Regions from separate parts of the Pan troglodytes genome. Here region 2 is linked to region 1. A link is a contact called in public HiChIP or PLAC-seq data. All regions are on one chromosome and are shown on one strand. Each heading gives the region's core, a stretch centred on a gene start, on an enhancer-like site or on the middle of the called end of the contact. The rest is flanking DNA. Distances are from core to core; before and after follow the strand shown.

What was found. HiChIP or PLAC-seq counts read pairs in DNA pulled down with a chosen protein or histone mark.
Region 2: a contact with region 1 is called in an H3K4me3 HiChIP or PLAC-seq map of stem cell-derived excitatory neurons, with 9 times the contacts expected there. The contact joins the promoter of INPP5K here to the promoter of BHLHA9 in region 1. A contact is called at or near these places in 1 of 7 Hi-C or Micro-C datasets (stem cell-derived neural progenitor cells), 1 of 1 datasets of contacts at active chromatin or transcription factors (stem cell-derived excitatory neurons) and 1 of 1 other capture datasets (stem cell-derived neural stem cells).

What each region holds. Positions count from the first base shown.
Region 1 is chr19:11,755,452-11,763,215 of NHGRI_mPanTro3-v2.0_pri, reverse strand. BHLHA9 (basic helix-loop-helix family member a9) reads right to left here and starts at 6,362. Exons shown (of 1, transcript NM_001243846.1): 1 at 5,655-6,362. The coding sequence starts at 6,362. The coding sequence ends at 5,655.
Region 2 is chr19:11,995,047-12,002,176 of NHGRI_mPanTro3-v2.0_pri, reverse strand. INPP5K (inositol polyphosphate-5-phosphatase K) reads left to right here and starts at 4,429. Exons shown (of 12, transcript XM_511250.8): 1 at 4,429-5,147. The coding sequence starts at 5,104. It overlaps PITPNA (phosphatidylinositol transfer protein alpha), which reads left to right. Exons shown (of 12, transcript XM_009431530.3): 12 at 1,032-3,584. LOC104002745 (a long non-coding RNA gene) reads right to left here and starts at 4,635. Exons shown (of 2, transcript XR_001710675.3): 1 at 4,494-4,635; 2 at 3,481-3,855.

The DNA of each region.
Region 1 (7,764 bases), core at 5,113-7,612:
GATTTGGGCTCCCGGCGGTGACCCCAACCTTTGAGCACCCTACATGCGAGGGATGCTGAGAGAGGACAGGGATGTGAACAGTGCGGGGGAGTGGACCTGCCCATGAGGGGTCCTTTGGGGGTGAGGTGGGGCGGGGAAGAAACCTCAGAAGCATAAGCAAGTTCAAGCCGAAGCCGAGGGGAAGGAGAAACATCCTGCTCATATCTATGCCCCACAGCCCTTTCATCCTTGGCGTCTCACTGGGTGTCAGGAAACCCTACAGGGCTGACAGGGAAGGTGCAATTAAGCCAATTCCTCTTCTCACTGAAGCCTTCCTGGGCCCCGTTCAGGAGTTCTGCTCCGGGAGTGAGAGTAGCCTCCTGACATCTGTGTACACACACACACTCACACACTCATACACTCACCCCACACACACACTCACACACACTCACACTCTCACCCCCCCACACATTCACACACCCTCACACACTCACACACTCATTCACACACACCCCCACACATCCACACACCCTCACTCACACACACTTGCACACTCATTCACACTCACTCTCCCCCCACACACATTCACACACCCTCACAGTCACCCCCACATTCACACACCCACACACACTCGCACACTCCTTCACACACACACTGACCCCCACACACATTCACACACCCTCACACAGTCACCCCCCCACACACACACTCACACTCTCATACACTCACCCCCCCACACACACTCTCACCCCCACACACATTCACACCCTCACACAGTCACCCCCCACATTCACACACCCTCACACTCACACTTGCACACTCATTCACACACACTCACCCCCACATTCACACACCCTCACACACTCGCACACTCATTCACACACTCACACACCCCACACATTCACACACCCTCACAGTCACCCTCACACACCCACACTCACACTCACACACTCATTCACACACACACCCCCGCACACATTCACACACCCTCAGTCACCCCCACACACACACTCTCACACACTCACACACATACACTCACCCCCCACACACTCACTCACACTCACCCCCCACACATTCACACACCCTCACACACACTCGCATACTCATTCACACACACCCCCACACATTCACACACCCTCACACACTCACCCCACACATTCACACACCCTCACACAAGTCACCCCCACACACACTCACTCACACTCGCACACTCATTCACACACACCCCCACACACATTCACACACCCTCACACTCAGTCACCCACACACACACACTCACACACATACACTCACCCCCCACACTCTCACACTCACACCCCCCACACATTCACACACCCTCACACACACTCGCATACTCATTCACACACACTCACCCCACATATTCACACACCCTCACACACACACTCTTACCCCCACACACATTCACACACCCTCACTCACAACACACACATTCTCACCCCCACACACATTCACACACTCTCACACTCGCACCCTCATTCACACACACACACGCACGTACTTTTGTAAAGTGCGATAAACATTGACGTAATCATGCGCCCATCAGCAAGCACCCCGGAATTTCACATCCAGGGAGGTGGGTCCACTTGAAGGAACCCACTGGGGATGCGTCTCCTTTCTGTCCCTGCTCAAAACACATCCCTACTCCTCTTGGGAGTTTTCCTAAGGAGACTAATCTTTCACTTTTTTTTTTTTTTGGACACCAAATCTCACTCTGTTGCCCAGGCTGGAGTGCAGTGGTGCTATCTCGGCTCACTGTAACCTCCGCCTTCCGGGTTTCAGGTGATTCTGCTGCCTCAGCCTCCTCCCAAGTAGCTGGGATTACAGGCTCCTGCCACCATGCCTGGCTAATTTTTGTTTGTTTAGTGGAGACGGGGTTTCGCCATGTTGGCTGGGCCTAATTTTTCACCTTTTAAAATAACAATGATGAAGACTCTAATGAAAATTAGGCTGGGTGCAGTGGCTCATGCCTGTAATCCCAGCACTTTGGGAGGCTGAGGCGGGCGGATCACGAGGTCGGGAGACCATCCTGGCTAACACAGTGAAACCCCGTCTCTACTAAAAATATGAAAAAAAATGATCCGGGCGTGGTGGCCGGCGCCTGTAGTCCCAGCTACTCGGGAGGCTGAGGCAGGAGAATGGCGTGAACCCGGGAGGCAGAGCTTGCAGTGAGCCAAGATCACGCCACTGCACTCCAGCTTGGGCGACAGAGCGAGACTCCATCTCAAAAAAAAAAAAAAAGAAAGAAAATTAAGGCCAGGCCCCTCATACCTGTAATGCCAGCACTTTGGGAGGCTAAGGCAGGAGGATCACTTGAGCCCCAGGTATTTGAGACCAGCCTGGGCAACATGGCAAAACCCCATCTTTACAAAAAATACAAAAATTAGCCGGCATGGTGGCACACGCCTGTATTCTCAGCTACTAGGAAGGCTGAGGTGGGAGGATCACCTGAGCCCAGGAGGTCAAGGCTACAGTGAGCCATGGCTTGGCGGCTCTGTCTTACACGTGCGTCTTTCCTTCCTGGCATTTTCCTTTCTCTATGCATTTCATGCCTATCATTGTGCCTTTTAAACAATATTTGGGCAAACCCATGTGATCTCAGTGGAAACCACCATTTTTTAATAATCATAAAATCTTTTCTTCACCACATATAAGTCATCTTGGAGAACGGATACGATCTTGGGAAGCAGACAGAAAAATCAAGCAAGGGTTCCAGAAAACCTCAACAGCACGTAACGGAGGCTACACAGGCCCAGGATCCCCTGCGGCATCCGAGAGATGAGGAAGCACCTGTTAGGTTGATACGTGTATAGATACCCATACAAATATCCACGCAGCCACACATCTATGTGAGCACACACAAAATATGTACATATCACAAACTCAGAATCGTAGGCAAACATACAGCACCCAAACACACAGCCCTGGAAAAACCATGCTAGCAGCCAATGTGTCCCGGACTTTACAGTTGATAAAACAGCTTCCCATGCATTCTCTCCTTGTAACAACCTTGTGAACGGAATATGTCTGAACAGCCTCCATTCAGTCAGCGTTTATGTGGGCCAAGCACTGTGCTAGTGCTTTAAATGCACTGTCCCATTTAGTCTCCAAAACAGCCTATGAAGTAAGTACTTATTCTAGCCCATTATACAGATGGGAACACCGAGGCTCAAAGCCGCCAGGTGATTGGCCCAAGATCACTCAGCTGGTCAGTGAGGAGCTGGAAGTCCAGAACTGTGACATCCCTCCCACTGAACTCATGGGGCTGCCGCGTCAGGATTCTGCCTGCAGGGGTGTCCTTGCTATTTCCAGGCTGAGAGTGTGACAGGATGGGGGAGAAGAACCTTTCTTTTTCTTTCTTTCTTTCTTTTTTTTTTTTTTTTTGAGAGAATCTCGCTCTTTTGGCCAGGCTGGAGTGCAGCGGCGTGATCTCGGCTCACTGCAACCTCTGCCTCCCGGGATCAAGCAATTCTTATGCCTCATCCTCCCGAGTAGCTGGGATTACAGGTGCATGCGCTACCACACCCAGCTAATTTTTGTATTTTTAGTAGAGATGGGGTTTCACCATGTTAGCCAGGCTGGTCTGGAACTCCTGACCTCAGGTGATCCACCTGCCTCTGGGCCTCCCACAGTGCTGAGATGACAGGCGCGAGCCACCACACCCGGCCCCCTTATTTCTTTCAGTTCTGGAATTTAGCAAAGTAGGACTTGCTGGTCCTTATAATGTGTTTCCAGAGGATAAATATCTGAGGCTGAAACATGGCTACAGCCTTGTCCAAGCTGGTTTCTCATAGGATCCTAATAGTACACAAACAGTGACAGCTTGTGAACACCTTCTGTTTGCCAGAAACGGTCCATTACGAACCACTTACAATCCTCACAGCCATCCTGGAATCATTATTCATGTCAGAGGGGAAGAACTAGAGGCTGAGAGAGGCGGCTGAGCAGGGGCTGGACCAGGGCAGGCCTGGCTCTTTCCTTTTCACTGGCAGCCCGTGGCACTGTGGGGCTCGGCGGGCAGGGCTGGGGCCAGCATCTCATGCGTTGCTGCTCCTGGCTAGACCCCACGTCCACTCTGAATAGAGTCAAAGCCTTCCCGTGGTCTGTGTCACAGCCTCCCTGTGCAATTGGGAACCCTAAGGGCTGTGGCTGGGGACAGGATGCTCAGCGTGCCAGCCAGGGCTGGGGTTTGCAGACAGCAGAGGCACTTTTAACTGTAGAGGTGAGCCTCACCCCACGTGCTCTGGGAAACTCTCCCTGGGTTTATGCCTAATGGCGTTTCTCTAGCTTCTGTGGGATCCGCACTCTGAGCTAGCTGTGGGGAACCCTTCCCTCTCCTGTTGGCAAGAGCCCAGCGCTCCCCCAGCACCTCTGGGCTCTGGCCCAGCAGGCAGCCCCTGCAACATTAGACCCTTAGCCTGAGCCGGGCCAGACACCAGCTCATCTCAGACGCAGGGCAGCTCTCTGGACAAAACTCTCGGGGCAGCTGGCTGTGTCTCTCACTAGCTCAGCAGGCTTGGCCTGAGGCCCCTCTGCCCTCACTCAACCCCCTCCCCAGAATCCTTCCTGGGTTCCAAGTCGGCCCCTCATTATGGGGGCCCTGGCCCACGGTTCCCTGGGAGCTCTTCCAAGCCTCTCGCTCGGGGTACATGCACGCAGGACTTACCGGCCCCCAATCCTAGCCCTGCCCTTGGCCTCCTTCCCTGAGACCTGGCCAGAGTCCCCCTTCACTGTGGCTGCTTCCAGGCAGCTCTGCAGGGAGGTCCAGAGACGGGGCTGACCACATCCTTAGACTCCCAGGCCCCGTGGCCCCTCTCCTGATCATATCCTCTTCCACCCCAGGGGACTCAGGGAGGAGGGGTCTCTGGATGTCTCTTTCCTCCCCTTGGGCTCCCACAGTGCTCAGCCACACCTGGGGTCTTGCCATGAATGAGTTCCCCCAGGCGCCTACCTATGGGCCTTAGGCCCCGCCCAGCATTCCAAGGAGAGCCCCCAGCCCTCAGGCGTTCCTGCCACCCTGGGCCACGGGGCCCACTGGAGTCGTGGTATCGGAGAGAAATGAGTTTTTCCTTTTATTTGGCTGCTGCCCCTGCCTGCCTCTCCCGGATCCTGCCTCTCCCGGATCAGGCTTGGGCAGCAGCGCAGGCAGGGAAGGGGACTCCGCACTCATGTGCCCACGAGACCACAGCAGGCCCCACCCGCATTCCCACGCTCCCACACCTCCTGCCTCAAAGCCCTCACTCTCCTAAAAGCATCGAGAACACACAGGGCTCGGAGGCGCAGGAGTGCGAAGGCGGCATTCCAAGACGAGTTCGAGTCCAAGATGAGTTCAGGATCCTGAGCCTTTCTGGCAACTGCCTCCCCAGGCTGGGATGTGGGGGCGCAGCCCCGGGCCCCGGAACTCCTTCTCTCTGCCCCAGGCTGGGATGTGGGGGCGCAGCCCCAGGACCCGGAGCTCCTTCTCTCTGCCCCAGGCTGGGATGTGGGGGCGCAACCCCGGGTCCCGGAGCTCCTTCTCTCTGGCGAGCTCCTTCTCTTCCACGCCAGGTCTCAGTCGGTCCAGTTCTGCTCTGTCCAAGACGCCTTTGCAGTCCCGGGTTTTATAGTCCAGCTGCCAGCCCGGCCTCCCTGCAGCCCAGCCGGTGCCTCGAGGCCGGTCAGGAGCGCGGATGGCCCATCCCGGGGGCGGATCGCAGGTAGCCCCGCGGCCAGGGAGGCGGCCCGGCAGAGGAAGCCCCCGGACAGCGGCGCCAGCTTCCCCCGGAGGCCTGTGCTAGGCCCGGCCCCTCGGCCACCGCACTGGGCCGTGCCAGGGGCGCGTTCGGGGGGCACGAGGCGCAGCGGGGCGCGGACGGCACCGTGGGGCGGGCGGCGTCTGGGCGCGCGAGGCTGGGCCCTGCAGGCGGCGGGGGGCTGGCGCCTGTGTCCCCGGTGTCCCCGCGCGCGGCCGGGCCGTGGCACTCCAGGTGTCCGCAGGGCCCGCGGGGCGCGGGGCTGGCGCGCAGGACCAGGGAGAGCGCGGCGATGCGGTGGATGGCCCTGCGCAGCGTGGCGATCTTGGAGAGCCTCTTGCCGCCCAGGTCGTGCCGCAGCGCCCGGCGCAGCGCGTTGAAGGCCTCGTTGTAGTCCAGGATGCGCTTGCGCTCCCGCACGTTGGCGGCCATGCGCCGCGCCTTGGACCGCACCGGCCGCGCGCGCCTCCTGCCCGCCGGCTCCTCCGCCTCGCCCCGGCTGCAGGAAGCGCCGTTCGCCCCCAGCACCCCCGAATCCCCCCCGGGCTCGGGGCAGGGGCCCCCCAAGTCCTCCGCAGAGCCCTCGGCCCCCTTCCGCGCCGTGAGGCCTAGTCCTGGCGCGCCCCGCAGCATGGCCTTCCCGGGCACTAGCCCTCTGCCGTCTGCCCTCTGCCCTCTGCCCTCTGCCCACTGCCCCGGCCCGGCTCGCGACGCGGACGGTCCCCGGCTCCTGGGGCTGGACACTCCCGAGACAGGCCCCTTCCAGCTGGGCTTTATGGCACCACGCGGCGCCCCGCCCTCCCGTCCATCTATCTCCCTCCTCCTGCTTTATTATCGGCCTCCAGGTAGGTCGGCGGGGGAGGAACCGAGAAGAAGGAAAGCAAGGAGGGAAGCTTGCAGGTTCTTGTAAGCGGGGATCAGACGGGCAGCCCGGCCACGCTGCCCCGGGGACCTTGCCCTGCCTAGCTCTGGGGCCGCTGTGGGGTGTCTGGGTTCCACATTCTTCCTCCCCATTCCCAGATAAGGTGCTAAGTTTGGCTTCTAGCAGGAGAGCTGATAGGAATAAATAGAGGCAGAGGGCCGGGCACTGGGGCTCACGCCTGTCATCCCAGCAGTTTGGGAGGCCGAGGCGGGCGGATCACTTGAGTTCAGGAGTTTGAGACCAGCCTGGCCAACAGAGTATATAAAACCCCGTCTACTAAAAACACAAAAATTAGCCGGGCGTGGTGGCAGGCGCCTGTAATCCCAGCTACTCGGGAGGCTGAGGCAGGAGAATGGCTTGAGCCCAGGAGCTGGAGGTTGCAGTGAGCCGAGATCGCACCACTGCACTCTAGCCTGGGAGACAGAACGAGACTCCGTCTCAGAAAAACAACAACAAAAACAACAACAAAACCTTGAAAGTTCTTGTCAAGTCCCGTGGGCAACCACAGAGATGTCATTGAAGAAAAGCATGAGTGTCCCGGCAGGACTCATATGGGAGGGGCAGGGCCCTGCAGGTAAGGCTGACCCAGAGCTTCCGGCTTTTTCAGCTATGGAGGGCGGCTGGCTGCAATTGGGGTTCGGGTTTTGGTTGGGCCTGACTCTCCCTCCACTGCCCTTTGACTCCCCTTCTGCAGGCAGAGCTGGGATGAGTCAGCAGCTGAGGGTGACGGGGAAGATCCCTTTGCAGCCCTGGGTCCACATCAGGGGCATCTTTGGGGTCCAGAGCTCTCGGGCAGCCCTATCTTGTGACACAGCCCTGCCAGGTTATGAACTCAATGAGCAGCCTCTGTCCTCTTCCCCCAGGGATTTGCATTTGAAAGAGGGTCTCAGAAAAAAGATAATGTTTATTCCCAAAGAAAGACCCCCAGTAGAATTTCCGGCATCCACAGCTGAGTTATTTGGAGCGCCTGAAGGCCAGTCATTCCCAGTCACAATCCAAATGCCTCTAAAATGCCAAGGCCTATGGCATTCGAATGGGTGTGTGGTTCACATCCATCTCGCCAAAAGAGCATTGCCAATAACCCCATTATTTCAAACTGTGAATTTCTCCATA
Region 2 (7,130 bases), core at 3,180-5,679, 240 kb before region 1:
GCGTGTCACAGACGCTAAAATCAGTTTGGGTTTCAAGGCCTCAGCAGCTCACTATGGAGTCAGAAAACCTATTCCTCCTTCCCTCTGGTAATGATGGTTGCCACGCTCAATAGCTCTCCACTTCCACTAGGAGATTATGGCTATTGGGACATTTCAGGGACATTTTCCAAACCACCCAGATAGAGACAATGGACAGGGAGGGTGGTAAGTAGAGGGGGTGGTGGATATAGAAGGGGAGTTCATCTGCCGCGAATCACGCCTCCTGACTGGCAGCTTGATCCATCTCAAGTTGCAGCTGTCATGTTGGGCACTCCCTGGCCTTCCCACGCCAGCGCCAGCTCCCAAAAGCTGCCATTACCTGCCCTTCCCCCTTGGAAAACTTGCTGGCCAGACAGCTTTTGTTAGCACCCACTGTTGTCTGGTGCTTCATTTCCTTCTTTATACCCCCTGACCCCATACTAAGCTGCCCTCATCAGAGGTGGCATCTTTCAGATGCTGGGAGGGTGTTTCTGCCCAGGTGACAGGACCAGATTGGGGGCCCCTTGTTTCATGTTGTCACTTTTCCCCAAGCCCCTTCCTTCCGTTAGCTCTCGGTGCTGGTTTCCCAGTGCCCTGTACACCACCCGAGTCATGGGATTCCAGCAGCTCAAAGCAGTCTTAATCACTGAATGAAAAACCTGGCTCTGCTCCCAATTAGGCTCAGAGAGAAAATTATTTTTACAAATAAAAACGGGCCTCTAACACTAAGAGGGTAAGGAGGGCCAGGGTCTCACCAGGAGTGATGCCAGGCCCTGCTTACTCTCCCTGCCCCATGTTCCTAAAGCAGCTTCTGGGAGGCAGGAGGGTGGAATTAGGTGGACTGCTGGGATGCCAGCTTCTCAGTCACTGCTCTGGGCCTCAGTGCCCTCCCCCACTCCCTTCCCCACCCACCCACTGGCTTCCCTCCTCCTCTTGAAATTATCCATTCAGGATGATTTACAGTGTTTCTGTTTTCTCCTCTTACTTCCTTAATACTTTCATTTTTCTTCTAGTTTTGCAAGACAGTGGTCAACAGGAAGACCCAGCAGCTCCACCCTCCCAAGTGACAGGCCATTTTCGGACGCAGCCGTTCTGTGCCCACTCTTCAGGCAACTTTCGATTCCTTACTGTAGCTAATTCTAGATGCCCTTCAATATTGTGAACAAATAGACCGTCTGGTGTCACAGAGCCCGCGTGTGCAGGAGCCTGCTCCTCCGAGATACGTGGCGTGTAGGTTGCTGTAGTTACAGCGCCTCCGTCTCTCTCCATTGTGTTCCGACCCATTTCTGTGTGTTCCCCCGACCTTTATTTCCAAGTGACATTTTCAGTCTTTCAAATAGCTGCCTTTTGTGATGTGGTGATTTAAATGATTTAAGTTCATTTGTTCTCAACCTTGGGGTAAACTGAGGTATTCTGCTTCCTGGGAAGATCTTCGCAATTTTGAGTGCTCCTGTGGGGAGCGGGGATGAGCTAAAGATACAGTGTTTCCCTGCCCCCCACCGCTTCCACAAAATAGCAATGTGGTTTTGCAGCTCTGACTTCTGCTCCCAGTAACCCATCGTTAGGGCACTCTAGCACTATGGAGGTACCCAAGGCTCAGCCAGTCTCTATTTAAGAAAATTTAACAAATACGAGTAACCCTGTCCCAATCACTGAATCTCTAGTTACTACTCTTAGAAACACCTGTGGCTTCTTGGCCTTCCTGTTGCCCGCTCTGAATCTCTCTGCAGTCTACAAAATCGCCCCAGTCAACTCTCCACTTGGAGGGAATTGTCCAGTGTGGCCCCTAGAATTGAGTCACCCCCTAGATACCAACTGTCTGACCCTGAGGAGCTCTGTAAGTCCCTGCTCCTCCTCTTCCCTTTGGGGCTGGTGCTGCCACTCAGCAATAATCCTCTTTTCTCTGTGCTTTCTTAGGTCCCTGTCCTCTGTCTTTGAGGCTGGTTAGGACGCAAGAGTCCTGATCTTTCATGCTGCACAATATGAGCATGCAAAAAGCTTTTCCCAGCAGAACATGTTCCCTCGTCTGCAGTTGCCGGAAAGGAATTTGGGGATCAAGAACTTAGCTCGTCCTACCCCCATGTTGAGTTCTGCCCTGGAAAACCCAAAGCAAGTAGTGATCATAGTACAGAACCCGACCAAAGTAGGCTGGTGAGGAAGTCCAGGCTCCAGGGGAACAGACGCTGCCCAGTGTTCATAGCTTCCTGCAACTTGACAGAGCCTGAGTTTGTCTCTTAGTGGGAGAATCAGAGAGAGCTGTAGTGTCACCTGACATTCCCCAAACCTTGTGAAGCACGTTGGCCTAAGTGTGCTGTGATCCCAGCCCACGCTAGCCTGGGTGCATCTGCTAATGGGAGACCAAATCTTTGTCCGGGAAGCAAGAAGTGGGTGGGAGAATGTATCCTTCTGTTTTTGTCAGTTTGTTTGCCTTACTCATTTCTAAGTGCAATAAGGGAGTGTCTCACAGGATTGCACCTGTGACATCCTGATGGATGCTTCCCTGTGGCCCTCCTGGGGCAAGGGTGGACAGACTCAGACCCCCAGCATGGTTAGCGCTGACCTTCATTGAGGTCCCTTTGGAACCAGATGTCTTGTTACAGACACCTTCCTCTGTGTGAGTCTCCTCACCTTGAGGGGTCTTTAGTAATGCATCTGGGTAGCATCTCAACTGCTGGTAGCATTTATCTGACTTGGAAACTTGGAGAAGAGGCATTCCTACTGGAGAACAATGTCGGTGTTTTCCTATAAGCTCTGTGTTAGCTATTCATTATATTTGTGCTTAAAGATGTTCCTTCATTCATCAACTAGGGGAAGTCCAGATGCGGGTTATCTTGAAAGAAACAAACTGACGTTCTAGGCAGACAGTTGTCTATGTGGTCTGAGGGTCAGCAGCTGTTAGTCTCCCTCCTTTGGCTCTTGAGGCCCACACATATCACTTTAGCCCTAACAAGGGCTCCTCCCACCTCCACCTGTTGCCCCAGTTGAAAAGCATCCATTATGAGCTGAGGTCAGCCTGGAGCTGGAATTGCAGCCCACACAAACATAAAGGAGGATGTCCCTGGTCTGTTCCATCCCCACGGATGGTGTTGCTGCTGGGCAACAGTGTTGGCTTCTTTTAAGTACCCCCTTTCCTCCTCACCCACCTCCAAACTGACTAGCACTCAGAGGGACTTACGATAAAGGTTCAGCTCCAGGGGTAGTACCTGAGTGTGTGCCATGCCCCTTCAGACCAGCTGCTTCCATCAGAATTCCAGGGTCACAGCCCTAACAGAAGCAGCAGTGCCTCTGTAGGAGGGGTGCTGGGCTCTGGCCTTCTCATGCAGAGAGGTCCGGGACAGGGTCAGTATTGTGGGCATGTGTATAGCTTCCCAAGTTCTTTTACAGTCCCTGCTGGGACTCCCTGACTGACTTTGGTTGGTTCCTAGTGCTACTTCTTTTACAAACTACACTTTGTAGAATTGATTAGATTACCTTGTTTATTTAATGTGAGTTTGTGCCTTTTTGTCTCAATCTTCCAATACAGGTATATTGAGAAAAAAAGCAGTCTAATAAAATCCTAGACAGAACTTTCTGGAGTCCAGTTTGGTGATGTCCATTTTCCAACTGTATGTATCCTCAAACTTGCACTGATAACCGCCATTTTACCAGGGCAGGATTAGGAAGAGGTACAAAGGTGTGTCTGAAAATTTTTGCACGTGGATTTCTGCATATAATAGTCCCGTGTCAGTTTACTTATGCAAACATTGCACATCTGAATTGTAATTTGGCCGTTTCCTACTGACAGGATGTCCTTTTGCTTTTGTCTGCCTCCTCTTCACATCTTCCTCTTTATCCACCCTACCAAACAAGCAAAACATTTATTTAAAGTAGTTTTAGGCCGGGCGCGGTGGCTCACACCTGAAATCGCAGCACTCTGGGAGGCCGAGGCGGGTGGATCACCTGAGGTCAGGAGTTCGAGACCAGCCTGACCAACATGGCGAAACCCCATCTCGGCTAATTATTATTATTATTTTTTTTTTTTTGAGACGAAGTCTCGCTCTGTCGCGCAGGCTGGGGTGCAGTGGCGCAATCTCGGCTCACTGCAGCCTCCACCTCCCGGGTTCAGGCGATTCTCCTGCCTCAGCCTCCCGAGTAGCTGGGATTAACAGGCGCCCGCCATCAAGCCCAGCTAACTTTTGTATTTTTAGCAGAGACGGGTTTTCACCATGTTCCCCAGGCTGGTCTTAAACTCCTGACCTCAAGTGAGCCGCCCGCCTCGGCCTCCCAAAGTGTTGGGATTACAGGCATTGAGTCACCGCGCCCCGGCCTACGTTTCATTTATTGACGGCTAATTCTGTAGGAGTCCAGGAATCCCCAAACGTCCCATATGCAATAGGTAATCCAATAAGTTTGGAGCAGAAAGCCGCCTGAAAGTGGGCGTGGAGAACGGAGGCGCTCCCGCAGTAGCGTAAGCGCCACGGGAATGGGGAGATTACCTGCAGCCGGGGGGCGGGGGAGACCGGATCCCAGGCAGGACAGTGGCTAGGCTGCGTGTCCCCACCCCCGACCCTCGTTTGACCCCTGGGTCTCTGGATGGCGGGGAGCCGGGGCGAAGACAGCACAAGGACGGAGCCCTCGGATCCCTCACGAGTGGGGCAGAGGCTGCGGCGGCGGCGAAGCGACAACTTCCGCCGGAAGACGGCCCATGGCGCGGCGCACGCTGGGAGCTGCGGACGGCGGGCGCGCGCTGGGCCGGGTCTAGTGGCGGCTGCACACCTCGCGTCGTCTGGGGCGGTGTTGCGCGAGCGCTGATGACAGGCCCGACACGCCCCTCTTACGTCCGCGAACCCGTCTTCGCTCAGCCTCTCGCAGCTTTGCGCTCGTGGGAGAGTCCCGCCTCCTTCTGCGAACCGCACCACCCAGCTCCCGGGGTGCGCGGAGGGCGCGTCTCTGACGGAAGCCGGGGCGGACGGTCGAAGTCCGGAAGAAAAACAGTCCGCGACAGCGAGGCGCGTGAGACCGGCCGCCCGCAGGGCTGCTCTGGCCGGGACCCGCTGGCCGGGAGACGCGAACCTGCCGGACCACCGCGCGGGGACGACGGCGGCCATGAGCTCGCGGAAGCTGAGCGGGCCGAAAGGCAGGAGGCTCAGGTGAGGGCACCCTGGCGGCAGAGGCAGGCCTGCTCGAGGGGATCGGCGCCCCTTGGGCTGCGGGCTGGGGGTGGACAAGGCACCAGACCTCCATGACTGCCTTTGGTTCAGGGGCGCTCCCGCCTTCTCCCACGCCTGTGTCAGGTGGGCTGTGTTGGGCCCGAGCCTCGCGCCCCCTCTAAGCCGAGGCCGCCAAGCTCGTTCCCACTGGGGCGCAGCAGGTGTCCCGGTTGCTTTCTGGAGAGGCCAGCCGTGTGGGGTTGTTTGAGGTTAAAGACATAACGAGGCCGTCACCCTTCGGCTCTCGGTTAGAAATCTTTTTCCTACTTTTCATCAGCACATACATCAGGAGGTCTGCCTGATCCCATGGTGAACCCCGGGAATCCGAAATCAGATTGAGATAAGATCCTTTAGGGAAGTGACTTAGCCTGGTCTCTTGCCTGCTCTTTCACGGGGAACAACGCTAATCGCCCACTTAGTCTAAGTCACGATGCTTGGATTTGCGGCTAATCGTCGGATTTGAGAGTGGGAACAAGAAATCCGGACTTTGGCTCTCCATCCTCTTAGAGTGAGTCTGGGAAAAGAAGTCTCTGAGTAAAAGGTCTTTGTTCCTTAAGCCTCTGTCGGACAGCAGGGGGAGATCGTAAACAAATGAAGGTCAAAATCTCAGGCCGAGTGCCTGGGAAGGTGGTTTCTGTATAGTGTTGTTTATGCTAACAGGGAGGGACAGGAAGTTGCTTTAAACTGGCCAAGAATTTCTTGAAGTGCTTTTGAGAACGTCGACCTCTAAGAACGGGGTCTGTTGAAGGAGAGATGTTTTGGCATTATCTGCCCTTTTCTCCCACCCGCCTGTACCCTCTGCCATTCCAGATCTCCAGCTGCTGCAGGTACTCCTCATCGTGTGCCTAGGACTCATGCTAGGCTGTTCCTGGTCTCTGCAGGGTCTGTAGCTCCTGCTTGCTCTGTGCTCCGCACAGTCTGAGGCTTCTTGAAGAGCTGCTGTGACTGACTGTTCCACTAAAGACATCTGTAGGTCTCTCTTTCCTGAGCCTCTGACTGGATCCAGTGTCATTGAGGCCCCTTATCTAGTTTTCTTGCTTCCCTAAGACTTGTAAGCTGAGGTGGAAAATGTTATCCAACTGATGACTTTTCCCGAGAGAGTAGTCTTTATTTTTCACGGAATACTACGCAGACATAGAGCATAGACTCTTAAGAGAGATGTCGAGAAACCTGTTACTTAAAAACTCCTTGGCCGGGCGCGGTGGCTCAGGCCTGTAATCCCAGCACTTTGGGAGGCTGAGGCGGGCGGATCACCTGAGAGATCAGGAGTTCAGGACCAGCCTGGCCAACATGGTGAAACCCCGTCTCTACTAAAAATACAAAAGTTAGCCAGATGTGGTGGCACACACCTGTAATCCCAGCTACTTGGGAGGTTGAGGCAGGAGAACTGCTGGAACCTGGGAGGCAGAGGCTGCGATGAGCCGAGATCATCCCAGTCCACTCCAGCCTGGGCAACAGAGTGAGACTCAGTCTCAAAAAAAAAAAAAAAAGTCTCGCTGAAGTGCTTGGCAAAATTGGCTTGCTCCAGGGATCTGCTAGGGAGGAGAGAGGAAGGGAATATGGTGGTGTTATCTCTTTTATTTTTTAAATTCCTCTGCCCTTGTAGTGCTGAGGCCTATCACAAGGTGAAATCCGAACCCCTAGGATCTTCCTGGTGGTCTTAGGAACACTTGGGGTGAGAAGTAGGGATCAGAAGTTGCTGACTGAGCCATAGATGATGACAGAGGGGTGTGGGTGGCTGGAGGAGCTGATGGAATTAATACATTCCTGGCAGTTCAGCCCCCTAACCCTTCGCTAGCCTGACCTGAAATTCTTGGGCTCCCTTTGGCAACTCTGCTATATCAGCAGCACCAGTGCTGCCAGGTGTGGGTGGCTGTGAGCCAGCATGGAGGACCCAGTCCAGGGGGGGATTTCTTGCTTCAG